Linked DNA regions of Oryzias latipes: region 1 is linked to region 2. A link is a contact called in public Hi-C data. All regions are on one chromosome and are shown on one strand. The core of a region is the stretch at or near the end of the contact, and the rest is flanking DNA. Distances in the headings are between cores, read along the strand shown.

Region 1 (6,797 bases), core at 1,935-4,434, 56 kb after region 2:
TGTAAACAAACAGCAGCATGTTAAGAATTCAGATTAAGGAGAAAACAAAAATCAACTAAGGCTTGTAAATGTTTTTACTGATAAGAGCCCGAATGTAACAGAAGTGTCTTGTTTCTTTCTGTTGCTTCCTAAAGTGCTGACTTGCGATCAAAACTTTCTAATAAAGTTATAGTTTTTGAATAAATTTACTAAATATTGTAAGCTTTATTCATTTTGGTTAGTGCTATTTGTGTCTTTTAGCAGACTAAAACACGTACTGTTCTAAAAGAATTTTGAAATTAAGGAAGAATTAAGGTTTGCCTTAAACTAACAATCATCTCTTCTCCTTGGCAGGATGTTTAATCCATTTTGAGGCTCAACCTGCTTGATCATTTATCAGTAATTATAAAGCCACAAAAGACCACAGTCAATGGTCAGGTTAAGGGTTTTAATCCACACATCAATCAATGACTTCAGCATGTCACACTTTTTTTCCTCTTAAAATGCAAAAAAAAAAAAAAACAGTATCTACTTTTTTTCAATCCTTTAGTCATTTTGGTGTTAGAAAATGATCAGCTTACTAAAAGTAGTGTTAAGTTAATTGGTCATTGATTGTTGCAGCTAAAAGGGTCCTGCTTCGTCCCCCCAGTGTGATTTATACCCTCCTCTCAGAGTAAAACCATCACTAACCTATAATGTTTGTTTCTGACGGCTTAGATGTCTTCTCTTTTGCTTTGCTGTGTTGGTTTTACGAGGTTTAATCGTGTTTGGCCGAAAAATAATGTGGAATTAATCATGTTTAGTGCACAAAGTCCAGAAAAACCTGAGGAGCATCAACGCAATGCATCTCATTTTCCCTCAGCTGCAGACGAGGGCTGGTTGTAAATTGCACGCAGCTTGGATTAGAAAATGGTTTTCCAAGAAAAATCAAATTCTGCACGTACCTATTTCTCAAAGAACTTAACACACACTGTGGACTTGGCATGATCAACTCTAGATAGGCTGCCCCTGAGAAATATTGAGTCATGTTAACTCTCTGCTATGAGTCACATCTCATTCACCCGCTTTCCAGCGGGGCTTTGAGGTCAGTCCGGCAAATCTGTGGTCACAGCTGTGACACAATCCCACCTTTACCCCCAGCACCTTTGTGCAACCTGAGTGCCACATTACAGCAGCGCTCAGTCACAATGACACACAAGCCAAGCTGGGTCTGTTAAGCTGGCAAATGCTGGCATGTGTAGAACCAAAGCTGACAGAAATCCCTGCCTCAGAGGTTGTGAAAATGAAACTGTGTTGCAAAAGACAGAAGACCTGAGGATATCTGACATCAAAAGGAGCCAACAGCCGCCACAGTCTGAAATGCATCTCACATGAGATGTGTGGGGTCAGTGGACTGTGGACTTTACACAAGCTGGAGAAAACACAAGCGAAACACGCGAGTTTCACAATGAAAAAGGTCCAGTCCTGTCTTTGCAGTGGGAAATCTGTGTCAGCGCCTCGTTCCAATTCCTTATGGTAACATTTATTACACGTTATGATCCGATTCAACTCCCCTAATTGTGTATGCATGTGGTTCCGTGCTAGCTAAATGACCAAAATGTTGCATAAAATCCTCATTTTCACAGCCTGTGCTGAACATGAATGAGGAAGCGGGTGACACCGAATGTTGCCCAAAGGACTATTTTAATGGTCAAAAACCTCAGAGAAGGGTTCTGCTGCAGAAAAGAAAAAGGTTCAAGGAATAAGATTTACAGTAAAGTGTCCAATCTACCATTTGTTGTCTGTTTGATATTAATAAAAAAAAAAAACCTTTACAAGTCTAATCCTAAAAATTGGGGAGGGTTTTTCTGCCTCCAAGAACTAAGATGAAGGGAAGATATGTGCTAGGAATAATCCAGAAACAGTGAAGTCATTCATTCAAAGCTTTGCATGTTAGTTGAAATCATTTAGTGTTTTATTCTGGATATGGCACTCAGCCAGTGAACCAAAGCAAACATTATGTCTATGTTAACACATTGGACTGGTTGAGCCTTTTGGAACATACTGTGCATAAACTTATTTATATATTGGCTCAAATAGTTGCTGAGAAAAATTAAATCTAGGCTTCATCATCCACAAGGGGTGTGAGGATTCATTTTAACGAATCGATTCAAATCAATTATTTGTCTATTTTGATTCGTTTTGAATGATCCGATTCGATTCTCTGACCTAAAATTAATCCAGAACATCTTTGACCAAAATTTCAATCAGTATGACTAAGAAATAAATACCTGGATACTACAGATGCAGGTGAAATTTGTTTTTTTTGCAAGATAATCAAGTGTAAATTACGGGTACAAACAAGTAAACAAGATTTGATGTCAAATCCATTCACACCTTAGTTTCATAAAGTTCAGCCTACTGTTTTTCCACATCAAAATAATCCAAAGGGAACATAATCAGAACATTTTACCACACATTTTCATGTTATAGTAAAAAAAAAACTACCGTACTTCAATCCAAATGTTTTTTTCCACTATCTTAATAATTGATTTATCTCATTTTATAATGCTAAAGGTCGATTTGACAAACAATTTGCCTCAGTCAGATCGATCTATTTGGATTGTAGGAATAGAAACCGATTCATTAATTAAGTCGATTTATGTTAAACACCCCATCATCTGCTAAAGTAAGGCTGCTCAGAATGACTATTATGCAGATCCTGTAAGCTTAATTAAACAAAATCAGTTGGTTTCACACATCTTTCTAAAGCCACTTCACAGTTAATGTACCACTAATGTTTTGAGACGGAGGCATGTTAATAGAACAGTTAGAGGTAAAAACAAAATCCCACCCAGGAGAATTCTACCTCTGATCTCTCTGTTGAACTGAACCAACTAGTGGTTAATGATGCTTTCTAAGCACTTTCATTGATCTTCTTCGCATTCCTTTGAAAGGAAAAGTCACTCCCTCTTTTGTTTCAATTGACAAAGCTTGGATTTTCAGTTTGGCGCCTTCTAAAGTAACATTTTCTCCTGATAATCATGGAACCAATTAACGCAAGGTTGGAGTTAGTCAGATGAAATAAGGAACAACTCGTACCAGAAAGAAAGAATAGGGAAAAAAGAAAAGCAGTTGAAACGCCTCCTGATCTAAAAACATTGCATCAGTGTAAAACACACGGAAGGCGTTTGATGGGCCGGGTACACACGGATTCTAACTCTGTTGGGTCACTGGAGTGCATTGAAGTGACAGGAGGCAGCAGCAGCCAGATGAGATCTGAATCTGCATGCTTGAGTTTCTGCTCAGATTCTGCCAAAAGGGGTAAAGCTAATGGGACATATTTTTTTCACTCTTCAGATGACTCAAATAACCTCAGAAGACTTTCAAAAACATTTTGGGTTTCAAAAAACCTGTGTGGCATGTTGACAGCCATTAACTCCAAAACATTTTAGAAAGCATAGACTGCACTTAGCGTTAAACTTAAATAAAGTCAGTCTAATTAGAGTTTGAAGACTATTTTACTTTAAAATAGTGGGGACATAGAATGTTGTGCTTCTCCTTCTTTGCATTTTAGACATTTCTCCTCAAATCCTGATATTTTTCCCTCCAAAGGTCATAAGTTAACATGTCATCCTGCATGTGATCCAAAGGTCATAAGTTAACATGTCATCCTGCATGTGATCCAATGGAGAACTCTGAGGATAGATGTTTAGTCATTATTTGCAATAAGTTGTTTTTAACTGCCTAAGTTTGAAGAGTCTGTTGTTTGGAGTTTGATGTTTCACATTTTTGGTCACTGTTGGACATCCGTCTGTTGGACATCTGCCTTTCATCTCCAATGTTCCCCTCATTCCAGTAAGAGTTGGTGTTCATCGCGCGTTAGAAGACGGAGGTGCCTTCGAATGGTCAGTCTCTGCCACACCGACGCGTGGCCATCATCAAACGAGACAGCGCCTGTCCTCGTTCAGAGGTGAGCCTCATCAGCACCTCCTCGGCTCTGTTCGTGTGCGTCCTTTAAACATATCCGCGCTCTCTAGCAGGAGGCAGTCCCTGCCTGCGCGCACCACGACAGGAGCGCATCGGAGCTTTGCGGTCCTTCTCTGCCTTTTGGCGCAACACGTTGTCCAGAAGAAAACTCCACACTACTGGGATGAGATGCTTTCCAACTCGAAACGGATAAAGCAAACTTGGGGGAATGCGGGAAGATGAAGCTCAGTCTGGCAAGAACGCAGAAATATTTTTGATCTATTAAGACTGAGGCGACGCATAAAACCAGTTACAGGTAAGAGGACATTTCATTAATCTCTTTATTGCGCCAATATATATGTCATTATTGCGTTTATTTATTTTCTTTTTTTTCATCTGTAAGACTCTCTTTGGATCAAATTCAGAAATATTTCCACAAGTGCATGTTCGGTTGCGCGCAAAGCGCCTGTATGCTCAATTCCCCAACAACAGTAATGATTGACAAGACCTCCTTCGTGTCAAGCAGATTGCAAAATTACCGGGAGTAATTTATTTAAATATTTCGAGGATGCAGGTGCAGAAATTAGGTCTTGAAAAGTGGAGGGGGAAAAAAATGCTCCAACTTCAGTTGAGTGAAAAATGTCATGAAAATGAAAACACGCGGGCTCTGAGAGACATAATGAGAATAAAAAGTAGCATTTTCCTCCTCATGGTCATCACACTTCTTTTTGTTTTTTTTCATTGATGCGTGACCACACTTAATGCTTATGTCAACAGAATAGAGTAAAAGAATTTAGTGTTTTGGGTTTTTTTTTCTGCTCTCCCATTAGATCCCTGTTGTATTCCTATAATGGTTATTGACACAGAATCGCTTCAGCCTGACTGGAGCAAGGCTTTTGGCAGTGCTGAAATTGATTTATGTCAATGCCCAGTCACTAATGAAGTGAACGAATTACACAATATCTACCACGGCTGATATTTGGGTGCTTTTTTCCATTTGGAGCCGTTCCCCTTGTTAGCTCTTGGCTAAAGCAGACAGGCGCACCATGAGGTCTGCTTTAATTTTCTTCTCCCCTTAGATTTGCTATCAGTCAGACCTGCTTTGAAGAAAGATGATCAAGGTGGAAAATCAATGAATTCCCTCCAGGACCTGCTGTCCTGATGCATGACTTAAAAAAGTAAACATTCTGTGACATCTGAAGAAGCGGATTGCTCAATATTGCATTACATGTCACTCACGCATGCTTTGTTGCACAATCTCATAACATTCAGGTCAGCAAGGTCAACTCAGCATTTGTCAACAAGTTGACTCAGGAAGACGAGGGGATTAAGTGCAATATCTGATCAAAATGAAGACTGTAAATCTCAATTTTCGGCCCCATGGGAAACATAAATATCTGGTGGAACTGCATTTTGACATATCTTCTTTGTGTGCAGGTGGGATGCCTTAATCTGAGTCAAGCGTCATGGAGTCCTGGGCTTTTCCGTCATGTTCTCCAAACTGCTCAGAGCATGTCATGTACGACAGCCTCGTGCAGGGCAACGATTCTTCGCAGAGTCGGAACCACACGGACGACAGCTTCTCCAGAACCAGCACGGTGGTCATCACCTGCTTGTACTTCCTGGTTTGCGCTGTGGGTCTCTGTGGCAACGCCCTCGTCATCTACGTGATCCTGCGCTACGCCAAGATGAAGACGGTCACCAACATCTACATTCTCAATCTGGCAGTGGCAGATGTGCTCTTCATGCTGGGCTTGCCCTTCATCGCCCTCCAGCTGGCACTGGTCCACTGGCCGTTCGGGCCCGTTCTCTGCAGGATTGTGATGACTGTTGATTCCCTGAACCAATTTACTTCTATTTTCTGCCTGATGGTAATGAGTATCGACCGCTACCTAGCTGTGGTGCATCCCATTAGGTCCACAAAGTGGCGGAAGCCTCGTGTGGCTAAGACTATCAATGTGGCAGTGTGGGGAGTGTCGCTGCTGGTTAATCTGCCAATTGTTATCTACAGTGGCATAATTATGAAGCACGACAGCTGCTTTTGCACCATTGTGTGGCCTGAGCCTCAAGAGGCTTACTACACTGCGTTTATGTTCTACACCTTCATCCTGGGCTTCTTCCTGCCCCTCATGGTCATCTGCCTTTGCTACCTGTTTATCATCATCAAGGTGAAGTCTTCAGGCATCCGCGTGGGCTCCTCCATGAGGAAGCGCTCCGAGAGGAAGGTAACCAGGATGGTGTCCATCGTGGTGGCGGTGTTTGTCTTCTGCTGGCTGCCGTTCTACGTCTTCAATGTGACCTCGGTGACGGGCACCATCAGCACCACTCCCTTCCTCAGAAGCACCTTCGCCTTTGTCGTGGTTCTCGGATACGCCAACAGCTGCGCAAACCCCATCCTTTACGCCTTCCTGTCGGAGAACTTTAAAAAGAGTTTCCAGAATGTGCTGTGTCTTAAAAAGGTTGGAGGGCTGGACGAGGTGGAGCGCAGCGACAGCAAGCAGGACAAACCTCGCCTGATGAATGACCCCACAGAGACCCAAAGCACCCTGCTAAATGGAGACCTGCAGACAAGCATCTAAAAAGACGTTAGGACTTTGTTTTCAGGTGCCAAACAGACTCTATGGACACGTCAAAGCACTAGTAGAAGTTTGGTGGCCCCGATGGAAAAACTTTTGTAACAAAACCAAGGAAATAGTGTCGGTGAACTGCAGGTGGAATTTGTTGACACCTCCCAGTCCTCAGAGCGATGAGTCACAGTAACAGATACCACACTCTTGCAGCTTGTCCCCGGGGCAATAGGGCTTTTCCCTGGAGACCCAGGATTATGTCGTTAGTTTACAGCAGAGAGGTGGTTCCGGTGTTCATGTGTC
Region 2 (6,883 bases), core at 999-3,498:
TTATGTTTGTATTTCCTGTTATTGGGGTCATAGTAATATTATGTTCCTCCATGACAAAATGATGCACTATATGGGGTTTATTTTAATTTAGAAACAAATAATAAATTCATTCATTTCCTATTCCGTTTAGTCCCTTTCGGGGGTCACGGGGCCGCCGGAGCCTATCCCGGCCACTTGTGGGCAAAGGCAGGGGATGCCCTGGACAGGTCGCCAGTCTGTCCTAGGGTAGAATGTCCCCATTCACTCTCACACTCACACCTATGGACAATTTAGAGTTGCCAATTAACCTATGAAGCATGTTTTTGGATGGTGGGAAGAGGCTGGAGATCCCGGAGAGAACCCACGCATGCACGGGGAGAACATGCAAACTCCACACAGCAAGGTCCCCTATTGATGTTGGGATTTTCAGGTCCCCCAGCTGGGACTTGAACTGGGGTCCTTCTTGCTGTGAGGCAAGAGCGCTAACCACTGCGCCACTGTGCAGCCTAATAATAAATTAATAGGGTAAAATAATAAATTAATAGGGTAATTTATTTTAAAGAGTTTGGTGTTTTTCATTTTTTATAATAATTCTTAAACAGTTTATCATAAAGTATCTTTTAATTTTAATCAAAAACATTCAACTCGACCATTCTGGAATTAAAAGTACAACTTTCTTTCAAAGAATAAAAAAAATCCATCACAAATTCATTTTTTCTTGGATTCTTTAACGACAGTGAATCTCCTCTGTTGACTACATATTGACCTCCTCTAAACTTCTCAACAGCGCCTCCCCTTCTCGAAAGGCCAAGAAGGGAAGTGCAGATCAAGTGTCACACTGCTGCTACATCTGGTTTTCCACTAAGGGGCAGCAGAGCTTAAGAAATGAGTTAGAAAGAGTTTTGTGCAGCCAAAGAAAAAGGAGATCTTCTACTTTTGCCCCTAAATATTTCTATAGAATTATATAAAAGACATAGAAGATAGATCAAATCCTTGCTAAATTTCATTTGAAAACATGGTGGTAGTGTGTTGTATGTGCTCATCTAAAATAAAGCTTGACAGCAGAACACAAAGGCTTGTTTAGGACCAGCACCTCCCTCCCAGTTCCCTACTTTAAAGGTTTAATGTAACATGATCCTTTTATTGTACCGTTCAGAAAGCAGGAACAAGCCCTGATTGTAAACAATCAACCTCCATCACCATTTTTATGTGTGAAACCCCATCTAAACAAACAAATTAAAAACAGACAAGCACTAGAAAAAGTACTTTTAGAAAAGAACAGCTGTCCGTTGTAAGGAAAAGATTTAACGCACATAAACGGAGGTATGAGAAGCTTGGTGGTCCGCCGTGTCCCAGGGAGGTCGCATTGGAAATTTCATGCTCCTCTACACACGGAAAATGTCTTCTTTATCCTCCCCACTAAGAGCAAAATAAAAGGGAGGATGAATTGCAGGGTGAAGTGAATGAGGATGGCTTACTTATGTAGGTGTAAGTAGCTGAAATGCAGGGAGGTTCCCATAATGACCCAAACTCGTCAAAGTAATGGCCCAATGCCTGACAGTATTGGAGGAAAGTGACGTTAGTTGGAAGCCCGGCACAAAAGGGAGGAATTTTCCCTCCAAATAGGAGCAAGGAGAGACAAAGTAAGATCAGGTTGAAAGGAAATTTTAAAAGATGGGTGGAATTTAAAGCAAAATCTAGGCTTTGCCTTTGCCCTCCTAGTCGCTTTAACAACACATGATCAGTGAGATGCATTCTCTTTGTGTTCTGATATAATTCTATAAAAAGCTAGTAGTTTTCCTGCACAAAAGGTTTTTTTTAATCTGTTTTGTTGGAATATTTTTTGCATCACATCTATTCAGTTTTGCAGAGTGATTGTGCTGTCGGAGGAAGCATGAGGAAGCTGAAGAAAATTCTGAATGCACAAATATTGGGAGTTTTGGGTTTCTGGTGAATGTCAAGGAACTCTTTTAATGTCTTCACATGTGATGGCTTATAGATGGACACAATAATCAAGCTACAGACTTTTTCAGGTTTTTTAATAAAATAATAATGGGCCGAGTGTTTCTGAATGCATGCTTCAAGGGAAAGCTTTACAGAAGTGGACTCGTTTTGAGAGTTCGACCCACAGGACTTAGCCTAAAAACGTTCACGCATGTTCACAACTTCCTTCAAAACTCCCTGAAACCCAGGCCATGTGCCTCCTGTTTCCTTATGGCTCCCAAAGCAGGGTAAGACCCCCCCCCTCGATCCAAATATACACACTCACCCTCTTATGATGTGGTTTCTCAGTAGGAAATCAGCAATCTGCTTCTATTACTCACACGCATTTGCCCCAATCCCCACCCCCACCTTTTTTCTTTTTTCTTTTTTTTTTCGGTGTCCTCACCAATCAGTTTAACAAAGCATCTCTCCCTTGTGGGTATCTTTAGAAAAGAGCCAACTGTTTGCAGACCTGCAGGAAGATTGAACCACACTGCTACAACCATGGCAACAAGCCAGAAAGCTGCACTAAAAGGCTAATTAGTCTAAAGCAGGAGCCTGGCATCCCAGCTTCAGAGAAGACTGAGGTTTTGTGCATCACTGGCACAGCATCACTTTAAAAAAAAAAAGCATGCACTTTACGATATTTACGTTGCTTAAAATGTCAAATAAAATTTTTTAAAAAAGGGTTAAACTCATATTGCATTTGACTTGGATGATCTGGATGATGTGTGAAGAAAGCACAACGTTGAGAGAAATCACAAGTTGAAGGAGAACATTTGAGAACTGTTCTCCTTCCCGCTTTCTCACACGCAAAACACACTGGAGGCACAAACACATACACCTCGAAACAAAGGTGCCATTTTACTCAGGAAGGGTCAGCAGTTCTCTTCATCAGACAGGGGCTTGTTCTTGGTCAGAGGCTGCTGCCCAATCTCAGGCCACCCTCCCCTGGCTCCATCGGCCCCCTCTGGCCCCCACCACCCTGGAGACAAGCTCCCCATTGTTCCTGCACTACTAATAAATGACAGTTCTCCTGTTTAGGCAAACTTTAGAGCCCACTCTAAACAGTCTCAAGCTGAGTGTAAATGGTGTTCTACATGCAAGCATGTGCAGGAGACATTTATTTTTCATTAGGTCTGATATTTCTAAAAGGAGGTCGTTAGATGCCGAACAGGAATGATGGAGGGGCATTTCTTGCAACTTGAGCTCTTTACCAGAGATGAGGTAATGCAAGAGGCATTTTCAACCCAAAAAAAAAAAAATTGGCATTGTTAATGGACCATTTTTCAGCGGTCAGAAATAATCGTGAAAAAGTTTGGTTCACCACGGGGTCACGGCGCTCTCACCCCACGAGCTCCATCAAAGTCAGGGGCACGGTCTGCGCTTTTGACTAAGATAAAATAAATCACCACTCAGCTTAAGCTCATAAACACATCATTAACACACTTGACCACTGCAACTTTATCTGTTTATCCAAAGCACTGTGGCGGGGACAAATGCTGTCTGAGCACGCCTGCTTCAGGTCACAGGAGTCACCAATATTTAAAAAAAAATGTATGACAATACATTTTACAAATGTGTGTGATGAGAAAAACAAACAAAAAAAGCAATGTCTGCCATGTGCAGATGACAAAATTAAATGTAAAAGTTCAGAATCTAAGGTACAATGATGGAGGAGACAGGTTTTCCAAAACCGAAATGAAACCGCAGTTGCAAGCATTGACCCCGGTGTGCGCACGCTTCTGCTGCGGTTCAGAACAGGCGGATCACATGACAGCAGGGCCACACACTCAAATCTGTCAAGGAGCTCCCTCCTGCCTCACCATTGTCATTCATCCCGATGGATAGTCCATCCGGATGGTGATGTAGGCCACGTGCTGGACAGATGCAAGGTGAGCTGACCCCCACCAGCAGGCCTGATATTTCTCGGACATTTAGGCAACAAAGGAAAAAGAGGAAGATGAGGCAAAAGTTGTGAGAAGAAAAAAAAAAGCCCCTGTGTTTAGTCAAGGCCTGCTCGCTGACACAAAGTCTGTCTTTGTCTGCCTCGCAGGGTGCCAGATAAAGGAATTCTTGTGTGTCGGGTGCTCTGACCGAGTTTATTTGACACTTCAGCTCCTTTTGTGAAGCAAGTGTCCCACCATCAATGCTGGCCATGAGAGTCACTTGGCATTAGACAGAGGGTCCCTCTTCAGGGGAGAAAGGAGGTCTTGTTTGGAGAAGATTTTTAATAGAGGGTTCAGAGGGGGTGGGGGGGTAGATGAGTTTAAGCCTCTGCTCTGATTCGTATATGATCTGAGCCATACTCCAACTCACAGATGGAATTCCGTTCGGCAGCAATAAAAAATAGAGATGCGTTTATGTCACTAAGCAGCATACCTGGGAGAGACGTCACCGCCGCTAACCATATATAGATTGCAAATGTTACCGTGTCATGCACCTGTAAAAGCAGAACTATCTTTATGTGATCTGCCTGCAGGACCGAGCTATGCAGAATCCAAGGGGGCACAGAAGTTCAGACCTACTCACTGCCAGCTGAATAGAGGCAGTGTAAGGGAGGTGGCAGGACAACACGCTGCTTTTTCTGGAGACTGTATCCACACTGTGCCTTCTTTTTTTTTTCTTTTTTTTTTGGGGGGGGGGGGGGGGGTCTTTCAGAACCCCTGACAGGTCATTGCTCTGTGAGATGTGTTGTAGCCACCTGGCACTGCAGGTGCATGGTGGCAGTTCATGAAGGGTACATTTAAAAGGAGACAGAGCCGACTTCTGTGAATGAGCAGTGATTACTCTAAAAAGTGAGGTGTTGGAGCAGGTGAGGAGCCTGAATTGAAGGTCAAGTGCAATTTGGTCAAGATTAAAAACTTTAGGGCAAAACAAACATCTCTCTTTTTTTTTTTTTTTTTTACACACAATCTGGAATAGACCATCACTTAGGAACAAATAAATGATTACAGCCTGAAAAAGACTAGATTTAAAACATACCTGCTAGATTAGAAAGAATTAAATCCCTGGACATCCACTGGAGCGCAGTTTAGAAAATATATTCCAGAATAATGTTGGTTTTCCGTTTGTCGAGCCAAAATCCACAGGAACACAGACACCAGAAGTGAAGCCTAATAAAACAGAGATGATCCCTGTGTCTGCAGGACACCGCTTGACCACGCGTGGATCCCAGGAATCCCGTGGGACATCCATACTCCCAGACCTGATAATCCCTTCATTATATAGACGGCAATCCTTAAATAGAGGTTTGAATCCATCAGCTGATGCCATCTTGATTAGAGTAAGGGGGAAATAGATATATGTTGTTCTCCGCGCAGTCTGCACTGAAAACCTTGAACTAATGAAACTCTTTGAATGAGCATCAATAATAATCCCCAGAGGAGTTAATTAGGCAGATCCATCAAGGTGAACGTTTCCGGTCTGGAGGGAGTTTGAGATGCCGGTTTGAGCTCCGCTGCTGCTCCACAGACGCCTCCGCAGCTGTGATCCTCCTCGGAGAAGAGCCGCAGCCTCACTGAGCCATACTTTGAACGGGGCAGTCAAACACATGCTGCCTTCAGCAGAAGCGAGCGCGCAAGGCATGACGGTAGTTGTAGTCAAAACGCAATAGAGCGAAATTGTGGATGTTGAATGAAGGAAAAACAAAATATATATTTTCAAATTGTATCAAAAATATGGAATGGCATTATTATTAATTCCCATAAAAAGTGATTTCAAGCTAGAAATTATGGAGTTGTGCAGAAGTGTAAAACACAAATAAATAAATAAATACCATCACTATAAAACAAGAAAGGCTATCAGTTCATTCCCATTCATCCATGTTTGACTACAAAGAAACCAAAACATTCCCATATTATGACACTACTCACGCAAGCCTCATCTTTAACCCTCAAAGGGCTGTTGGTTGTGTTTGAATTATTTCACTACTCACTACTTAGTGCACTATAAAGTGTGTTTGCCATTTTGTAGGGCTGAGCAAATCTACAATCCATAAAACCTATTACCCTAGAAATTACCCAAAAGTCCCTGTTAAAAACAGTGTGCATTGATTGGCAAAAACAGACCACATTGCATTATTGCATTGAAGAATTTCTTTATGTTAAAAAAGTTATTTTAATTTTAGTTTTTATAAACCATCCAAGTTTTCATCTTCAGAGTACATTCATAAAAAGCTTAAGTTACTACTTCAGGATTTAGGTTATGTCATATTTGCCACATAAAATAATAAATAAATAGATAATAAAGTAGAGAGCATGTCCAATTGCTTTTAGAATCCACACTATCTGCACTATAATGATTTTTAGTGATTAGACAGTATAGGGAGGGAATTCGGACATACAGTGGCCATAGTGTTTATTTCATCTGGCCCATCATTTACATTCTCATCAGTAAGAATTTTGTGATTATTTCAGGGTTCAGCTCCCTTAGTCATCTGCGTTGTTTACTTTGCTTCCTTTATCACTCCAACATAAGAATCTTTACTTTCTCTTTGTCATACTGTTCAGTTGTGGCTATTAAATATTACGATTCATCAGAAAATAAAGTCAATGACAGAAAAAAAGAAAAAAAGACAATATAAACAAGTTTGTTTGCTCATCTTGAGAAATAAAAAAGAGTTGTTGCCTTTTTGTTAAATTCTATATTGATCCCAAAAAGCTTCCTTAAAATTTTTATTTTATTTTATGCGTTTTCCATGTTTGCTGACTTGGGTTTTAATTGTCATTAAACATTAATTTATTTAGTCAAGAAATAAACAATTTGTAATGGTGTGGTAACTGCTTGTCATCTGTCAGATTGATTTCAGGTTGCGTGTGAGCAGTGTGTGAGCAGGGTGTATGAGTAATAATCATCTGCTGCTGCACAGAGATACAGAGATAGCAATGTCTTGAATCAGCTTCCCATGAATGAATCTCTT

Evidence for each region. A called contact is a pair of places that touch in the nucleus more often than the background predicts.
Region 1: a contact with region 2 is called in a Hi-C map of embryo, with 2.9 times the contacts expected there. The contact joins the promoter of sstr2 here to the enhancer-like site in region 2. A contact is called at or near these places in 4 of 5 Hi-C or Micro-C datasets (embryo and fibroblasts).

Annotation. Positions count from the first base shown.
Region 1 is chr8:10,841,033-10,847,829 of ASM223467v1, forward strand. sstr2 (somatostatin receptor type 2) reads left to right here and starts at 3,185. Exons shown (of 4, transcript XM_020705297.1): 1 at 3,185-3,282; 2 at 3,818-3,931; 3 at 3,999-4,243; 4 at 5,365-6,797. The coding sequence starts at 5,394. The coding sequence ends at 6,506.
Region 2 is chr8:10,786,208-10,793,090 of ASM223467v1, forward strand. It overlaps LOC105354559 (a long non-coding RNA gene), which reads right to left and starts at 5,506. Exons shown (of 4, transcript XR_909154.3): 1 at 4,948-5,506. Within about 2 kb of position 2,249, at least 1 of the 8 cell types and tissues checked has an H3K27ac peak or open chromatin away from gene starts, as enhancers often do. A contact at or near this core is called in embryo, where this site is marked.